Linked DNA regions of Rattus norvegicus: region 1 is linked to region 2. A link is a contact called in public Hi-C data. All regions are on one chromosome and are shown on one strand. Each heading gives the region's core, a stretch centred on a gene start, on an enhancer-like site or on the middle of the called end of the contact. The rest is flanking DNA. Distances are from core to core; before and after follow the strand shown. Region 1 has its middle 360 kb from the start of Meis1. Region 2 holds the start of Meis1 (Meis homeobox 1).

Evidence for each region. Hi-C and Micro-C count contacts between places; a contact is called where the count stands out from the background.
Region 1: a contact with region 2 is called in a Hi-C map of psoas muscle, with 2.5 times the contacts expected there. The contact joins the enhancer-like site here to the promoter of Meis1 in region 2. A contact is called at or near these places in 2 of 12 Hi-C or Micro-C datasets (kidney and psoas muscle) and 1 of 1 datasets of contacts at active chromatin or transcription factors (oligodendrocytes).

What each region holds. Positions count from the first base shown.
Region 1 is chr14:97,856,892-97,859,591 of GRCr8, forward strand. No RefSeq gene overlaps it. Among named protein-coding and RNA genes, the nearest start is that of Meis1, 360 kb to the left of the region's middle. Within about 2 kb of position 1,255, at least 15 of the 93 cell types and tissues checked have an H3K27ac peak or open chromatin away from gene starts, as enhancers often do.
Region 2 is chr14:97,493,706-97,496,405 of GRCr8, forward strand. Meis1 (Meis homeobox 1) reads right to left here and starts at 1,378. Exons shown (of 13, transcript NM_001134702.1): 1 at 1,311-1,378. The coding sequence starts at 1,322.

The DNA.
Region 1 (2,700 bases), core at 5-2,504, 360 kb after region 2:
AAAGACTCTCGGGATACTCGTAAGAGAAGATCAGAGTTCATTGTCATTTGCAAGAGCCGAGATAGGAAAGAGTGGAGGTCCCAACCTCAAGTTCTCCTTGGACGGCTCCAGCACAACTTACGCATGGAGTCCTTCACAGAGGCAAGCAGCAAGGGCCTACCAGCTCTGACCGGTCTCCACCATCTTTGTCTTGAGGTATCCATATGGAACACGGAACAAAGTTAGCATACCGGGACTTCAGTGTCACAAAGGTAGCTGAGCTCCAGGAACACAGTCAAAGCTCCCCCGAGGTGAGCACCTACAGCTGCCTTTAGCTCAAGGTGGGGCATGGCGATTGCGTCATACTTGCGGAGGTGAAATGAGCCAAACAGAACAATGGGCGCCAAACAATGAGCTCTTAAATATTTACCAGCAGAACCGGGGACCTGCGCACTGCTTATCTGTAAAACGAGTAAAAGTTCTACAAGGCCACTGGATGTGAAAAGCGTATAGCTCCCAAATTTTCTCCACCAGGTACCGTCAGCGAAACTGATTCTCTGACTTTACACAAGGAAACGGCCAAGCTCAGAAGCCAAACGAGTGGCCCTTAGCTATTCAGTTACTGGGAGAGGGGCCAGAACTGGCCAAACCTGTGCGGTTCTGCCACAAAACGCTGTGGATGGTGGGACGTTTCTCTGACGTGAGTGTGAGAAAGAGGTGATATAATAACCATAGCAGTGCTACAATTATATTCGTAGAGGGGTAACACATTCCATTAGTAACAGTAGTAAGCATGGCCCCTCTTCTGGGCCAGGCTTTCCCTTCACAGAGCAACACAAAGCCCTGTAGGAAACCTGGTCTTATTCCACTTTATACCAGAAGAAGTGAAGGATCAGAAAGGCAAATTAACTTGCCCAGAGACACAGAGTGAGAGCCATACGGTTGCGTCAGACTCAAGTCAGAGTCCCCTCCTTCATCTTCTTTGGCTTTGTGGGTCAGCTGCTGCAGGCTTTTGCCCAAATAGTCAACCCTAAATGTTCTGAAATTCATGGCCAGAAAGGATTTTGACACTTTTGTGATGTGAATGCTGAGAGTCAACCACGTTTCCTAACCACTGTCTCCGTTACTAGAGTGATGATAAACAAGGAAGCAGACAGTAAAGGAGGGGAGGAGGAGGAGGAGGAGCAGCAGGAGGGGGAGGAGGAGCAAGAGGAGGAGGAGCAAGAGGAGGAGGGGCAGCAGGAGAAGGGGCAGCAGGAGGAGGAGCAGGAGGAGGAGAGGCAGCAGGAGGAGGGGCAGCAGGAGGAGGAGCAGGAGGAGGAGCAGGAGGAGGAGGGGCAGCAGGAGGAGGAGAAGCAGGAGAAGATAGTGGTGTTGGTATTCATTCACTTAATATTTAGAGAGTGCCCACCATAAGCTAGTCACTTTTCTAGACACTGAGAATAGGGTTCTGACCTTCACAGAATATCTTATCCTGCTAGTTGCTATCCTTGGCTGTCCCTAATTTCACCACAAAAAGCCATTCCCCCCTCTACAAAGGGCATTCAGACCCCATAGACTAGCGGGGAGAGGCGGGTCACCTTGTAATCGGTTCATACAGAAAGATGTACAGAGACAGGGTTTTATAGGACTTAGAAAATTATCCCCCGGTGGCTGTCTGAGAGAACTCGCAGCCGTCTCCCCCACTGGTTAGAGGGATGAGCAGGGAAGTGAAGAAAACAGATGGCAAACTCCAGAATGCCGTGGCTGAAACACACTTGCTCAGAAGGTGGGCGGCTCTGCCAGACCTCAGCTTAACATGGACCACGTGTGGAATCCAAGGGCCGCGCTGAGATGGTACATGTGCATCCAGTCACCACAAACGGTTATTTCCTTTTAAAGGGCTTTTGCAATGCTGCCCGCCCCTCCTCCAGGGCAGACTCCTTGCTGCCAAGCCTATTTTTATGGTTTGTCTCCAAAACAAGTGCAAAATAGTGTTGGCTTTAGTGAAATCCTCCCTCTGGCCACTGGAACGCCATCTGCAAGTTGAGGGGAAGAACAGTAAACAGTACAGGTTAAGTCACTCATTACTAATATTTTCCTTAAGCTCTGAAACTTTTTAAACAAACAACAACAACAATTGTCTCATAATAACCTTCCAGAGGTTAACCGCCAGCAGGTGGTCGAGCTCAGCTGACATGCAACCCAGACAGCTGTTTGATTATAAACTATGGCTTCTTATGGCGATCTGGGGAAAACTTCTTGCCGAAAAGGGGTCTTCTCTTAAAAATCCCTAATGAAACAACACATAAATGTCAAAATGACAAAAATAAGGAAGTGTGTCATAGACTAAGCATTTTAATGTGCTTCCTGGCTTCCTCCAGAGTGTACTCTGGACCTAGCCACATTTAATGGAACGGATTCTGAAAGAGGTGGTACACAGCATGAATTTTTATGACCCAAATAAAACTTGAAGAGAAGTCACTTTCTCTGCCGCAGTCAGTGTCCACAGCAGATGTGTGGGAGGCTCAGGTTTCAAATCAGCCACCCAAGCCAACATTTTACCTGGACCCTGAGGCATACGGAGTAAATGCCTGGATGTAAAGAAACCCAGAGATATGTAGCATTATCCTGTCTGTCCCGAGCCATTAAAACATGACGGGGATCCCCCCTGGGATGCCTTTGCAGAGCTTGCGAAAATTCTGAGAGCCGATAAAACGAATGGAGAACAGGGATGAAAAA
Region 2 (2,700 bases), core at 128-2,627:
ACACTGAGTTTGCCTTGGTTCCCCAAACTCTGCTAAATTATACAAAACGACCCCCCCCCCATATATGTTATACTGAAGTGTGCATAAGGCAGCTTGTTGCCTTTTACAGCTGAACATACAACTGGGCAACATTATTTCCAAACTTAAATAAAAGCTATAAAGGAAGCAACTAATGTTGTTTTATATTTTTTTTTTACCCTCACAAACTTTCTCCCTAGAGTAAGAGTCCAGGAAGCAATAGTTACATGTTAGTTTTTTTTTTTAAACAGACTCAAAAGCAAAACACACATGAAAATCTGGGGGATGGGGCTGCTTTCAAATTGATTGCCTTGACTGTCTGTGATAAATTCAGCTATTTCAATTTTTCTGTTTTATTCCAGGCAAGTTTCTTTTCTAAGATTTGGAAATGGGGAGAAGGAAATGATTTCCAAAGAACTGCCACTTTCATCCTCTGAAAGACAGAGGTGTGAAGAGTTTGGGAGAATCCTGACATTTGCCTGAACTGAGAGAAGAAAGAAAAAAATGTGTCCTCCAGTAACTTTCTTTCCCAAAAGGGGCTTTGAGGGCCAAGACACAAATTATGCAAGGCAGCCTTTTTGTAGACCCTTTTCTTTTAAGAAGCCACCTCAGCCGGCCCGTCATTGTCTCAGTTTACTTTCAAGGCATTTCCATTCAAATAGGAATATTGGGGAAATTAGGATTGCATTTTTAAACTGAGTAGCTCTGTGTTTAGTATCTAAGTGGTAAAGAACTTAGCTAAGAAAAAAAATCTGCAAACTTATTATCTTGCATAAAAACCCATGCAAATTAAAATTACTTTTAAAAGAGGAATGTTTTTCCAACCAAAACTCCACTACACCAGGACATTCCTTATCTAAAAATGCTACCTACTTCTAATGATATTAAAGATGTGCATAATCGATAATAACGCTAAAGTTCCCAGCTGCTCATTTTAATTAAACGTAGCTTTAAACTTTTGGTCCCTAAATGCTTAAATTACAGCACTGGATATGTAGCATTTCCCCCTCCTCTTTCTTTCCTTTTAAAACAGGTGATTCCTCGGGCTTGTATTTTTATTTATATAGCTGTTGGCTAGGAATCTATAGACTACTTGATCACTTGAATTAATAACCCACGAGTAACATGCATAAGGCTACAAATGCATTAAGTAAACCTGTCGATTTAGGCCGCGGCTTTAGGAACCTCATTCAAAAAGAGAGAAAGGAAAGAGGAAACTTAGCAACAGTGTCTTTCAGCCACGTTTCAATTTAATCTCACATTTGAGTTCCACAATTGTTTTTAATACGTACCCTTTGCGCCATCGGCCTCTCTGCCTCCCTTCCTTCTTCAACTTCTAATATATCCTCTTTAAGGCCAGTGTGAAAAGAAACAAATATGCAAACTCCCTCGGAAAAAAAAATAAAGCACAACAGTAACAAAAAAATCCCTTTGCGTCTCCAGCAGTGTGAATTACTGGTCCCAGATCTTCGGTCTACCGGACCTGAAGCAAGGCGCCCGCGTCGCTGAGCATAAAAGCGCTCTGGTTCCACCAAGACAGCAGTGGGAGGGAAAAAAAAGCAGATCTTCTCTTCCCCCCCAAAAAAATCAGTTAAAAAAAAAGAAAGAAAAGAAAAGAAAAAGAAAAAAAAGAGCGCCCCTCAGAACCAACTACCAAATCTCATGGCTTTCTGCCACTCCAGCTGTCAATCACAGGCGAGGTTGTCAACGTGGTGAATGAATGATCATCCGTTCTGTCTTCTTCTGGTCAGAACACCTCAAATGTTAATATTCAAATGCACAAAGCCCTAGCGCCCGCTTTCCTTGAATCAGTCCTAATTCCCAATCAGTTTCTCTCTTCTCTCGCTCTCTTTCTCTTTCTCTCTCCCTCTTTGCAACTGCTGCACTGAAGGGAGATTAGAGAGGAGGGTTAAAAAAATGTCTGTCTGAGTTTGTCTTAAAGGAGCCACGATCGATGCTGCCCGCTTGCAGTCGCCGTGCGTGTGTAAAGTGTGTGTTGCACAGGCGGAGAGGTGGATTCCGACCAGAATGCTAGAACCCGGAAGTAGTGGTGGCCATAACAGGTCGCGTCTTACACAATGCATTGGGCTGCAGCAAGTAGGCTCCTCGGCAGGGGTGGGTGCGCGAAGCGAGCTCTGGCCGCACTGGAGAGGCAGAAAGGCGCTCCATGAATTCGCACGCCCAGGCACTAACACCACACACCCAAGGCACATGCACACAAATGCAGGCTGCAGCTCCCGACCCGCCGACTTTAGGTCCCCTTCCAGCCTCTCTTCCCAAAGCGGACTCTTGAAATAAATCGGGAATAAACGTAGGGCAGGCAGATGCCGGAGTTAATTCGCTCAGTGCTCCGCTCATGAAAGACTTCAAGACTTTCCTCGAAATTATTGGGGTCTGCCAGTATTTTTCGGGGTGGGGGGTTGATGCCAAAAGTACTGGATTCTCTGCTAGACTCCCGGAGAAGAAAAGTCAAAGCCAGAGCAAGAAGAGGAGCTGGTGCTGGATTGGAAAAGGTTCAGCTCAGGAGTCCCGAGAACGTGGGGTAGCGGTCGCCCGGGCGTTCTGCAAACCCAGCTTAGAGGTTTTCTTTCCTTTTTTCTTTTGGTTTTGGGTTTTTTCTTTTTTTCTACCCCCACCCCGGCCCCCGCTGTCAGAAGTGGTCGTAGGGCTGGAGTTATGGAA